Regions from separate parts of the Mus musculus genome. Here regions 1, 3 and 4 are each linked to region 2. A link is a contact called in public HiChIP or PLAC-seq and capture Hi-C data. All regions are on one chromosome and are shown on one strand. Each heading gives the region's core, a stretch centred on a gene start, on an enhancer-like site or on the middle of the called end of the contact. The rest is flanking DNA. Distances are from core to core; before and after follow the strand shown. Region 1 has its middle 13 kb from the start of Gm30032. Region 2 has its middle 43 kb from the start of Gm36535. Region 3 holds the start of 1700028D13Rik (RIKEN cDNA 1700028D13 gene). Region 4 overlaps Mn1 (meningioma 1).

Evidence for each region. HiChIP or PLAC-seq counts read pairs in DNA pulled down with a chosen protein or histone mark. Capture Hi-C pulls out chosen DNA fragments and counts their contacts.
Region 1: a contact with region 2 is called in an H3K4me3 HiChIP or PLAC-seq map of embryonic basal ganglia, with 3 times the contacts expected there. The contact joins two enhancer-like sites. A contact is called at or near these places in 3 of 484 Hi-C or Micro-C datasets (embryonic stem cells, muscle stem cells and nephron progenitors), 2 of 115 datasets of contacts at active chromatin or transcription factors (embryonic basal ganglia and embryonic forebrain) and 1 of 9 other capture datasets (embryonic stem cells).
Region 3: an H3K27ac HiChIP or PLAC-seq map of embryonic stem cells shows a contact between it and region 2, with 11 read pairs. The contact joins the promoter of 1700028D13Rik here to the enhancer-like site in region 2. A contact is called at or near these places in 1 of 484 Hi-C or Micro-C datasets (myocytes), 4 of 115 datasets of contacts at active chromatin or transcription factors (astrocytes, embryonic basal ganglia and embryonic stem cells) and 1 of 9 other capture datasets (embryonic stem cells).
Region 4: a capture Hi-C map of embryonic stem cells shows a contact between it and region 2, with 4 times the contacts expected there. The contact joins two enhancer-like sites. A contact is called at or near these places in 1 of 15 datasets of contacts at CTCF or cohesin (the NIH/3T3 cell line), 3 of 484 Hi-C or Micro-C datasets (cortical neurons and ganglionic eminence), 10 of 115 datasets of contacts at active chromatin or transcription factors (VIP interneurons, craniofacial prominence, embryonic basal ganglia and 6 more) and 1 of 9 other capture datasets (embryonic stem cells).

Annotation. Positions count from the first base shown.
Region 1 is chr5:112,132,440-112,135,627 of GRCm38.p6, reverse strand. No RefSeq gene overlaps it. Among named protein-coding and RNA genes, the nearest start is that of Gm30032, 13 kb to the right of the region's middle. Within about 2 kb of position 1,742, at least 54 of the 459 cell types and tissues checked have an H3K27ac peak or open chromatin away from gene starts, as enhancers often do. A contact at or near this core is called in embryonic basal ganglia and embryonic forebrain, where this site is marked.
Region 2 is chr5:111,834,465-111,837,487 of GRCm38.p6, reverse strand. No RefSeq gene overlaps it. Among named protein-coding and RNA genes, the nearest start is that of Gm36535, 43 kb to the right of the region's middle. Within about 2 kb of position 1,432, at least 35 of the 459 cell types and tissues checked have an H3K27ac peak or open chromatin away from gene starts, as enhancers often do. A contact at or near this core is called in cortical neurons, embryonic basal ganglia, embryonic forebrain and 1 more, where this site is marked.
Region 3 is chr5:112,205,363-112,208,460 of GRCm38.p6, reverse strand. 1700028D13Rik (RIKEN cDNA 1700028D13 gene) reads right to left here and starts at 1,698. Exons shown (of 3, transcript NR_045378.1): 1 at 1,490-1,698.
Region 4 is chr5:111,437,349-111,440,328 of GRCm38.p6, reverse strand. The region is part of intron 2 of Mn1 (meningioma 1); the gene reads right to left. Among named protein-coding and RNA genes, the nearest start is that of Mn1, 22 kb to the right of the region's middle. Within about 2 kb of position 1,383, at least 12 of the 459 cell types and tissues checked have an H3K27ac peak or open chromatin away from gene starts, as enhancers often do. A contact at or near this core is called in cortical neurons and embryonic stem cells, where this site is marked.

The sequences.
Region 1 (3,188 bases), core at 493-2,992, 300 kb before region 2:
GACTCTTGGCACTCAGAAAAGCCACTGAGTACTAATTAGCCATGTACTAGTGAGTGACAATGAGTAAACAGATGTTGCTTAATACTGCCAGATACTGGGTCATTTTGTTACACAGCAGTAGCTAGCAGCTACACCTCTATCATGAAGACTTGCCTCGAGGACCAAGTATAACTGTGTGAGAAACAATGTTGCTGTGTGTGGAACCCTGACTCTGCCTGGCCTTATGCTCAGATGTGGGAAGAGTCCAAATGTGTGCCTTCAAGGGCAGAGCATCCCAGTGCCTCACACACAGGGCCTGGTGTCTATGCATTGGCTGTTGGATACTATTGAGCCTGAGACTCTTAAGCCTTCCTCTGGCTTGGGTGTGGGTTCGAACTATGTGTCTAGAGGCTCTGGTGTCTCCGTTGCCCAGGGTTAATTGGGAGGCAGACTTTCTTGTGGTAGAGCTGTGTTAGACCAAGGCAGGGCAGGCAATGGAATGTGGGCCAACCTCAGCCCATGTGTGAATACAGACTCTGAGGTCCCAGCTCAGCCCTTGAGTCAGAGAGAACATTGTAACCAAAGTCCAGTGGGTTTGTGTGCCTGGGTTCCAGTGCACACCAGTTTATCCACAACACACCCTGCCCCATACACACAGACAAAGCTAGCTATGCTAAGGGACTGGTAGGCATGTAAAACATTTCCAATCCAGTGCAGAAGGACACTTTGGTAAGATACAGTACAAACAGCTAACAACTACAGACTTTAAATGGGAAATCAAACCCTTGCTCCATGCCTTTGCTCTGAGGGTGGATTTGATAGATGTGGTATTGCTATCTGCCACACCCTGGTTCCCTTCCCCTATAGGTCTCTCTCTGTGACAGGGCACAGTTAGCCAGCACCAGGTGTCATGGCCCCGCTCTGCACACCACCACGCTGGCATACACAGTGGTGGTGCAGCAGACAGCACGAGCCATGCGGAGCTGTGTTTGACATTGTCGACTGGGAAAGACGCTGGCCTTGGGCCGCACTCAGCAAACTGCTGGCTGGTGATTCTCCTCTTCTTTCTCAGCCTCCTGAGGACTATGACCATAGGTTTATGCCACCAAATCTGGCTCAGTAATACTTAAAACAAACTTTCCTCCATTTCCTGGGTAGGTAATGGGGGCCCAGAGACGTTAAGTTACTTGCCCAAGGCCGCTTAACACACTGGTGGCGTAACCTGAGTCCATTTGTTTGAACATTTCAAGGCAGGGGATTGGAAAGGAAGGCATGTCAGCAAGCGACACGCAGAGGACATTGTACCCTGTACTCTGCGTGAGTGACAGCTGTCAAGGAGCCAGGCACAGGGGAGGGCTCTGGCGTCTCCATAGCCGTCTTTTATGGGAAGCTGGCATCTTAGAATCTTTACCAGCTCAGGGCTGGGAGGGTCTCCATGGCCCTACTGTGTGTGATGCAGAGCCTGCCCTCCTATCCATCCGTGCTGCCAGGGCACAGGGCCAAGCTCAATTCACTGGGGCCCTCTCTCTTCCTTTCCTGTCCCTAGAGCTCTAGGGGCCCAGCAGAGAGGCCTAGGGTCTGGCAGGCTGGGTGAGGGCTTGTTATCCACAGGCTGATGGCTGCCACTGAAGACTGCCCGAGGACATCCAGGCGGGAGCTGTTTCTGAGGCCTGCTGTGCCCGGAGAGCTGGCTGCCAGTGTCTGTGCCCAGGGTCCGTGTGCTTCTTCACTGACTCATTAATCCTGATTAACAGAAAAAGGCAGCAGGCGGGGGCCCTCTTAACAGGCAAGCGGCGGCTGGCGTGCTTTCACCAAGCACAGTGGTGCCCAGGAGACTCAACATCGATGAATTATTCAAACCAGCCAAGGCAGGGAAACCCAAAGACATGGCGTGGTGGCACCTGCCCCCGTCCTGCCCCCGGGGCTGCTGTACCCTGCATCTTGGGGCACAGGCCCAGGGCTCCTTGGTGACTGTGCTCCGACCCCTCCTTCTCAGATGGAAGTTGAATTTGCAATTGATTGTTCCCAAGTGCCTTAGAGGTCTAGTAATGGATCCAAAATGACATTTCCCACCTGCCGGTCCCCGGGGGACACTGAAAAGGGTTTGTGGATGGGCCTATGATGGAGAATGTGACAGGGGAGGCTCAGAAGAGGGATGCATGTGTGTATGCATGTATACATGCATGTGTGTGTATGTATGAACATATGTATGTATGTGTGTATACATGCATGTGCTTGTATGTGTACGCATGCTATGTGCATGTGTGTTTGTGTGTCTGTATGTATACATGCATGTGTGTATGGGTGCCTATTGGTGTACACGTTTGTGTGTGTGTACACATGTTTGTGTGTGTATGTGCATGTACACATGCACATGTGTTATAAGTATGTAATCGTCTTTTTTTGGTAATGTGTCTACACATACGCACATGTGTTATATGTATGTACACATGCATGTGTGTGTATGTGTATATGTCACACAGTAGCAGCAATGCCTGGAATGTTAGGAGAGGAACCGCCCAGGGCCCAGAATAGAATACCACACCAATGGGCTGAGGGAGTATTTGGAGAATACAAGGGGTAAACTGAGGTTGGAAGGGGGACAGGCACCTGCCCCAAGTTGCTAAGTAACTGAAAACCATGGAGCTGGGCTCACAGCCCAGGCTGATTTGTCCCCAGCAGACTGACCCATGGCTGGGCACAGGCAGTGTGCCAGGCCTTGAGTGAAGGGTTTTGTTCCCTGGCATCTTCATGATTCCTATATTGATTCCCATGAGGAAGTGGAGTTCACAGAGACTGTGCCTCAAGGTAGGCTGGAGAGAGGCAGCCTTGAGTGCAGAGTGGTCCTGTGGGGTGCTGGGCCTACATTGAAGTTAGTGGCTCTGGGCCTCCCTGTATGCCAGGAATACAGTCAGTGAAACAGCCCTCCTGCCCAGACTGGGCATGCTGGGGCTCATGCTGCCACCTCCCTTCTGTCCCCAGACATGTGGGTGTAATCAAGTTTTCTTTTTTTTTTTTGTAATCGACTTTTCTAAAACTGTCTTTATAGCACCCATGGCATTTGGGGAGTTTGAACAAAGGCCCGAGAAGAGATTTCTGGACAAAGGGTGCAGAGGACCTGGATGTCTGGGCGCAAAACTAGTCCCTCCCAGGATGCCTGCTGTTAGCTGTGAGCAGGGTTGAGCATCCACAAGGCTTTCCTGAGTAGA
Region 2 (3,023 bases), core at 183-2,682:
GGCTTCAAATCTAAAGTAACCAGGACATAAAAGCTGTCCAGGGGTTGAGGAAGGTGGATCTGCTAAGTCCCAGGATCTGGCATGGGAAGCCAGGATGTCTTGTAGAGTGCGCATGGCAGAGCTGTGTGGCAGGGCTGTGTGGCAGGCCTGTGGAGGGTTCATTCTCTGTCCCTCGTCTCTTGCAGATTCTGTCTTTGGCTTCCCTGGAAGCTGAGGCTCAAGGCTCTCTCTGCACAGAGCAGGGGAAAGGTGGGAGTAATCATGGGAGACATGTCACGGGGAACAGTGAGGACAGTCAGGATGTGACTGTCTGAGGAAGGCTGTAAGGGAGGGCCTATGGAAGCAGCTGCCCCACGTACAAGCCACCGTCCCACTCCACACTCCACCCAAGGACCCTGGCTGAGGGTCAAACCCTCCTTAGCTCTTCCCATTATTCCATCAGCTTGGGGCTGTCATTAGCCCCCAGCACCAAACAAAGGCCCCTCGTCCAGGCGGCTGCATCCGCTGGGCTAATTAATTGGATTAATGGCAGAGCAGCCCACACTGGGGCTGCGGGATCACTTCAATGAGTCTTCCACACCCGTCCCCCGAGTCTTTGGGGTATGGGGAGGCAAATTGAGTTAAAATTGAAGAGATGGCTGCATTCATTAGCCCGCCCACCCTCTGAAGTCGCTGGTTAATATGCAAACTATTAATATGCAAATCAGCACAAATGCAAAATAGAAGAGTGAGCGCTCCCTCCTTTGGAAACCAGCTCTAGCCGCCATGGCTTCCAGCAGAAGGTGGAGGCCGGTGCCTTGGCACAGATCTGAGGTGGGAGGCAGAGCTCAGTGTCAGAAATCAATTAAAAATGGTAACTGTGCACTTTATCAGGTGCAACACTGTTCACCTGTACCAGCCCCCAGGGCGGCTGGAAGAGGCTGGTCTGGACCATTTTTGCCTTTGCAGGCTTTGGCTTTGCGGCTTTGAGCAACCCCCCTCCAAGCAATCAGGAAGCAGGTCCTGTTACAGTTTGATCGCCAGAGGTCAGAAGTCAAAGCAGAAAGCTCACCTAGGTGCTGCCTGTGGTAGGGATTCCTGGATTCAAGCAATTGTTTCATGGGTGAAATCGTTTGCTCCTTTTCAATGAGCTTGTTTCTCAACCAACCATTGCCACATGCTTTAGATATTAAAGGGAGAGAGAAGGGAGGGAGGGAAGGGAGGCGAAAGAGTGAGGAAAGACACGGAAGGGAGGAGGGAGAGTCCTTTTGGTTTCTGTCTCTGTGTCCTTTCCCAGAAGCAGGCAAGCTGCTATTTGCACAGGTTCCTGTTACACCCTAGCTGCACTCATCAGAAACAGCCACTTTCCTCTCATTCCAAGCAGAGGTTGCCCAGCGCACACCCACACCTAGCTCCGCTGATCAGTTACATTGTATCTGAAGTCCTCCCTCACTCTGCTACACACGCTATGCTCCCTCGGAAGAGCTAGGTTCCTGGCTCACATGCTATCACCACAGCGTCGGTGGAATTCTTAGCATGCGGAACATTGGGCATCTGTGGTGATGACAGGCAGCACGGCATCCCCAGGTGCCGTGGGCAGGGATGCCTGTGGCTACAGTCCTCTGTGAGAAGCAGAAAGCATTTCTGTTCTATCCAGCCCTTGGGTCCCACGGCGGAAGCATGTCTCCCCCAACTAGGGAACACAGGGTCTCAATGTGTGACTTATCTCTAATGCTGGGTGGTTTTGGAACTATGTTGGTTAGGGTCCCCCCCCCCCCCCTTTTAACCTGACACACGCTAGAGTTGTCTAATAAGAGCTAACCTTGATTTAGAAAATGCCTCCCTCGGGCTGGCCTGTAGGCAAGCCTGTAGGGTGTTTTCTTGATTGGTGATTGATGTGTAAGGGTCTGTCTTACTGTGGGTGGTACCATGTCTGGGCCAGGATTATAAGAAAACCAACCGAACAAGCCAGGGGGCAGGGGGGAGCAAGCCAGTAAGTAGTGTTCCTCCAATGACTTCTGCTTCCGTTCCTGCTTCCAGATTCCTGCCCTGACTTCCGTCTGTAATGGACTGTGATAGAGTATATCACATATGTGGTAGGGATATATAAGCCAGATAAACCCTTTCTTCTCCAAGTTGCTTTAGATTATACGGTTTCACCACAGCAATAGAATCCCTGACTAAATCACAAATTGGTACCAGAGAGTGGACTGTTCCTGTGACAGATCTGACCATGTTTGGGGGAGGATTGTGGGAGGAGATTGGAACATCAGGCTAGAAAAGCTATTGAGTGTTCAGAGCTTAGGGGAACACAGGGTACTGCTAAAAGCAGTGCAGAGAACGGAGGTCTAGCTTCAAGTTTCTGAGGAAAGTGATGACTCTATCAGGGCCCTTTGTGTGATATTTTGAATTAGAATCTGTGGTTATGATCAGTCGGAACTGAAAGTTGGCTGTGATTAACAAGAGACCAGACCATTGATGTGACATCTTTGCTGTGCCGGGACAGCTGATGCTGGTTGGCTAGGGCTGAAGAGTCAGCAGAGGTTAAGAAGAGGCTAGCATCACTGAGGCAGGAGCTGATAAGTGTTTTCTTGGGGGAAGCACACAGAAGCCATAGCCCAGAGGGGTCTACAGTTGGCAGCCAAACTTGGTAATGTGTGACAATTTCCCGGGTGTTAATGATTTTGAAGGCATGAAGGGCTCATGGAGAAAGACTGAGGCTTTGCACCACATGGTAGGGTCAGTGATCCTGAGGAGAAACCAGGAGACCATTGGCTAAGGTGCAGCCTGCGGTGATCCTAGCATATTGATGTTCCTGCAGCTGTGGGATGATCATCAAGGACAGCAGCAGCTGTGAGGTAGAGCCGGCCTGAGTCTGTGAGACATACTGTGAGCTTCAGATCCACAGAAACAGAGGAGTAGATCTGCCCAAGCTCTTTGCCGTTCAGAATGATCCCCAGACATTAAGCGCTAAACCTTTTACACCATTGATTTTTTTCTCCTTTTTATTTACTCTTCTCTCCTATATTATATCCTATATATGG
Region 3 (3,098 bases), core at 449-2,948, 370 kb before region 2:
GTCACCTTCTAGCTCAGGGGTCAAGTCTCAAGCACTTCAAAACTTTCCCAGGTTCTCGGGCCTTTGTGGTCTCTCACTCACACTCCAGTCTCTGATTTCACTCTCCAACCCCCAACCCCAAACCAGCTTTCTGGGGCCAGTTCTGTGCTAGGTGAGCCATCCCACCTAGCCACCCATCAACCAAGGTGTTGAGAAAACTGCCGGAGACTCTTAGTAAGATGGAGGGTCTAGCCTGGGCTCAGGCGCTGTGCCACCTGCACAAGCCACTTAAATTGGCTGAGACTCTGAGTCCCATGCGTAAAACGGTGTGATAGAGACATCTGCCCAAAACTTACATAAAATGTGAGATAGTCTTAGGATATTCTGGTCACTCATTTGTATGCTTCTCAGGTGTGAATTTTGTGGAGGACAATGTTAACATCACAGAGTTGGACCCGCCTGCCTCTCCCTCATCTCCCCTTTCCCCCATGTCTTTTTAAATTTTTTAAATTTCATTTTTTATGTGCTGCACTGGCTGGTTTTGTGTGTCAACTTGACTCAGGCTGGAGTTATCACGAAGAAAGGAGCTTCGGTTGAGGGAATGCCTCCATGAGATCCAGCTGTAAGGCATTTTTCTCAATTAGTGATCAAGGGGGAAGGGCCCACTGTGGGTGGAGCCATCCCTGGGCTGGTTGTCTTGGGTTCTATAAGAGAGCAAGCTGAGCAAGCCAGGGGAAGCAAGCCAGTAAAGAACATCCCTCCATGGCCTCGGCATCAGCTCCTGCTTCCTGACCCAATTGAGTTCCAGTCCTGACTTCCTTTGGTGATGAACAGCAATGTGGAAATGTAAGCTGAATAAACCCTTTCCTCCCCAACTTGTTTCTTGGTCATGATGTTTGTGCAGGAACAGAAACCCCGACTAAGACATGTGCATTAGTGTTTTGCCTGCATGTATGTCTGTGTGAGGGTGTCAGTTCTTGGAGTTATAGACAGTTATGAACTACCATGTGGGTGCTTGGAATCAAACCTGGGTCCTCAGAAAGAGCAGTCAGTGCCCTTAACCACTGAGCCATCTCTCCATCTCTTCATCTCTTGGCAGACAGGGTTTTGCTATACAGTCCAGGCTGACCTTGACCTAATGATGTCCTCCGTCAGTCTCTTGAGCGCCTGACTTTTTACATGGAGCTGTGAACAAAAATCTACTCACCTCAGGTAGGACATCAATGACAGGCCAAAGAGCCTACTGCGTGCAAGTCCAGCTTAGGGGACCAGTGAGTGTATCGGGGTCACTTATAGGTGTGTAGCCGACTCGAAGGAATTGTATCGCTGAAAACCCAGCGTGGTATCAGGTAGCTCATGAAAGCAACCTTCCAGAGTCCCACAGGCTGCAGCAGGGTGTGGCAGAACCTCCCCTGCTTCCCAAGCAACTGTTTCCGTTTCTCTAACCCTGGGGAGGGGCCTTGGGAAGCTGGTAGACCCAGAGCTTCCTGGGGCTTGCGGGTTTGTTTACCTTTAGAGTCCCAAGGAGTTTCATTCTGAGCCTCTCTCAGGTAGGGAACTTCTGTGCAAGCCCAGAGTCCAAAGAAATGCCCCTGCCCCTGAGTTCATCCCTTTGAGGTATTCGGTTACAGCAGTGAAAAAAAGTCACTAATACTCCCCTCCAGAAACTTGTCCCTGGGACTCACACAGTGTGGGGAGCGGGCAAGGCTCCGCCTCCTTAGAGAAAGAACACTTGGGGCTTAGGTGTTCTGCCCCACTGTGATGGGGGGCGGGGGAGGGGCAGGCTGCTCTGTGTCCCTGGCTGCCGTGCTGGAAGCCCATGCACAGCAGAGGTACATTGCAGGAATAAATATGGTTTTAGGCAGGGATATGGGACACGGGATTTATCCCTTATAGCTTATGGGACACGGGATTTATCCCTTAGCTCCAGGTCCCCGTGGAGAGGCCCCACACGGGACATCAGATCTCACCGCACTTCCGTGTTCCCAGGAAACATCTCCCCCACCCCATCCCCAGGCATTAGCTGCTCATTAATACACAGTGCTGCAAGAGTCATCTGTAATCAGATGCTAACGGAGTTTTCTGTGGGAGTGGGCGGGCCAGGTCACGGACGAAAGCCGAGCCAGCTGATGGTTATGATCGATCGATAACCTATTTATTTCCCAGAGTTTCTATTAACCTCTGCGAGCCGATCGTGGTTTCAATTTGGAAGGCTGGGGCCCGCTTTGCTGACTGGACGAGTCTGATTGAAAGCCGGCCCCTGACGTGACCCCAAGGGCGAAATCCAATTAAAATGATTTTCACTTGTAGATTAATATTTTTAGCATGTTCTACATCCTGGGATTTATCATCCCTGGCAGTAAGTAATGTCTTGTGACAGGAGCAGGTGGATTGGCACTGACATCAATAGTGGTACTGATTTGTACACTCGCCAGGACCTGGGACAGCTTTGGGGTGATGGCAGCCACGGTGGTTTCTAGAGAGAGGGCACCTCTCTAGTCTGCCTATCTGCCCATCCTTTTCTGGGAGGTGGCTGGGTTTGGCTGTTGCCTGAGTAAGCCATTCTTGGGACTCTGAGCTCCTGAAGGGTCGGTGTGATGTCATGTGTACTCTGTAATCTGCTTATGTTTTGTGGTGTCCTTCCCTGGAGATGCACCCCACTGTGAGGGCAGGGGCTGACATATTGTTGGAGTATGGGCTGTTGATAGGAACAGAAGCAGAGGTCACTCCAAGCTGGGCCAATGAAAGCTTTGTGGGTCTGCTGGTTGGGTGAAGAAAGATCTACTCAAGCTAGGCCAATCAGTGACTTCACGGGGAAGTTGTAACTCAAAGCCAAAGCAGGAAGGGGTGGATCCAACTGGGCCAGTTCAGAGGACTAGGTGAGCTCCTCTCTGTTCTTTTAAAAAATTAATTAATTTATTATATATACAATTTATATAATATATACTATAATATAATATAATATAATATATGATATGTGATTTGTGATATATAACATAATATAATATATATGATACAATATACAATATACTATAAATGTAATCTGTAATATAATAGTACACTGTAGCTGTCTTCAGAAGAGGGCATCGGATCTCATTACAGATGGTTGTGAGCCACTA
Region 4 (2,980 bases), core at 134-2,633, 400 kb after region 2:
CCCCCTCCCCAGTGAAAGCCCTGGGTGGTAAAATCACTCAGTGGAATCTTGGAGATGCAGGGGCTGAAGGGTGGTGATGGCGGTGGAGACGGTGGCGATGATGATGACGGTGACTGTGATGATGATGATAGTAATGTTTATGGTGATGTCAGAAATAATAATAGCAGATATCTCGCTAGCTCTCACCCTCATCACCATCATCACTATCATCATCATTGTCACCAGGCCTGTAGCTCGTAGGCTAGGGCTTCCCAACTACTCTGGGCCCAGTTCAGGGCCGGACTAGAAATCATGAGACCGAGGAAGGTCTGGCTTTCCCAGCCTGCCCCAAGAGGCCTCACACAACGGTGGAGCCCAAACAAACGAGACCCCAAACAGGCTGCCCTGCCCAAGCTGCAGACCCCTTCCGGCCCTGCCAGAGCTCCATAGAGAAGCAGAAGGAAAAGGGAACCCTTGGAAACCTTGGTCCCAGGGCTGCTTCCCGAGGCCAGGGACACTCATCCCAGGGAATCGCTGAGCAACTGAAGAGGGAGGGAGAAGGGACAGGAAACCATGTCCAGCAGTGGGTGGAGGACCAGAAACCACGTGGGAGGGACCGGAAACCACATTGGGGGTGGGAGGCTGGGGTCTGATTCTGCCAATGCAAATCTTCCCAGGCTGCACTGGGCTATGGATTGTGTCCTGGAAGAGCTCAGGCTAGCCTTGTTCATGCCATGCTTTACCCAGCTCAGTGGGGAAAAAGTGGTTTACATGGGGCTCCATAGGATTCGAACCCAGGCTCCCAGACACCATTCTGGCTCTTCCTATGCCTCAGTGCAGGCCTTGAATGAATGGGGAAACTGAGGCTAAGCGTGTACGGTAGCAACTACCCGTAGCCCAGGATGGATAACCCTACCAGGTCCTTCTTCCCCTAAGACCTGACACTACCATCTTCCCAGTGCTCAGATGGGGAAACTGAGGTCTGGAGACAGCACGCACCCATAATTACAGACAGACCAGTCGCCCTGGCAGCTCTCCATCCGGAAACCCCACCCACCTCTGATTTGGTGACCTCTGCAGGCCAGAGCTTTGTGTTACCCTAGGCTAGCCTAGGTCAGTCTGTTTGTCTGTAAAATGGGTCTCGGTTATGAGGACACTGATAGTAACTATATGCCTGCAGCCCCCCACTGTGTGCTCACAGCCCCACTAGGTGACTACAGAATAGCTAGGTCCCTCTTATGGAATTTGGTGGTGTGAGTGGCAGGGCGTGGGGGGGGAGGCGAGGCATGTGAGGTATTAGTGTGTGGGCGTGGCTATGAGCGGGGTGTTGCTGTGGGGAGGGGCCTGCTGGGTGGGCTTGTTTGCGGGCATGGTGTGTGGGCAGAGCGTGCAGAGAGATTTGAGGACTGAGACCTGGGGAAGCCGCACCCAACTCCACCCAACCTACCTATCTGATGCTGGGAGGCTGAGCCCAGTACTGCCTGCCAGACCTCAGTTTCCCTACTGGGATAGCCTGCAGAGAGGACTGACCTCCGTCACCTGAGCCTGGCCAGCCTGCCAGTTTGAAACAGTGAATGAGGCCTAGCCTGTGCTACAAAATCATGTCTGAGTGGTGGCCACCATCAGTGCCTGCAGGAAGGGAAAACCTTCCACTAAGGCAAACCGCCATTTCCACAATTCAGGTTTGGCTCAGTGTCCAAGGATAAGGAGGGTGGGAGGGGATCCCGCATCCCAGAGTCCCTGGCAGGGGCAGGGCTGAGCTCTCTTCCAGCACACCCAGAGCAGCCAAGGCTTACCCCCACCCCTACCCCTCAGCTCCACCCCAGGGGTGCTAGCGGTCCATTTGAAAGTGAAGAGAAAGCATCACAAAGGAGACAGGACCTTCTGGAGAAGGGAAGAGGCACACAGAATGAAGACAGACCAGCTCTAGCTTTCCTCCTGGAGAGCTCCACCCAAGCAAACCCAAGACAGATCTGGGCTCAGGCATCCCCAGGATCAGCTGGGGCTGGCATGCTTTGGGCCAATTACCGGGCAGGGGTGGTGGCTACTCTGAGGTTGAACATGAGCTGCCCCATGCTGGGGGGTGCTCAGGTCAGTTGAGGCCACCTTTATTTGGAGATAGAGATGATGATATATTTAATGTGATTTCTGCCAGGACCCCCTCCCCGATTAAAAACTGTGGGTACTTGCTTGTCTTCAAATGCAGCCAGGCAAGCCTGGTCACATAGATTTCTAACCCGACCCTGTTAAATGATAATAAAAACCAAGAGAATGCACGGGGAAGCCTAACAAGGTGGGAGGCTACCTAGCAGGACCAGGGCAGGCAGGGGACAGTGCCTAAAGCAATGTTGTGACCTTTTAACACGGTTCCTCGTGTTGGGGTCACCCCCAGCCATAAAATTATTTCCCTTGCTACTTCATAACTGTGAGTTTGCTACTGTTATGAATCGTAACGTAAATATCTGAGAGGCAGGATATCTGATATGTGACCCCTGTGGAAAAAGGTCACTTGGTCCCCCGAAGGGCTCTCAACCCACAGGTTGAGAACAGCTGGCCTAGAGGAAGGTGTGGGGGAACCTCAGTCCCTGGGTTGTGCATCACTGTGCTCGGGCTGTTCTTTCTTGACACTGCACGGCTCCAGGCTCCTCAATAGCCTTGATCTCTCCAAGCCACCCTGGCAGTCAAAATGACACAAGCCTGGCTGTCTGGAGTACATATTCATGGGGACAGGGGGAGGGTGAAAGAACATGCTGGTGTGGCTTCTAAAGAAGGGAGAGCATCCATCCCTGGTCAGCTCAGCCCCAGCCTTGAGAGTGTGAGTTTGAGGCAAGCCTGGGCTATGTCTCAGAAGAGGGAAGACCTACACGGTGCCTCTCCCATCACGTCCTGGTGACTGGGGTGGGTGACAAGCAGCAAGGATGGGCTTGTGACTAAGAGCTGTCTGGCTTGTGTCTTCACTGCCCACACCCGCACACCGCCAGCAATGCCTGTGAGATGTTCT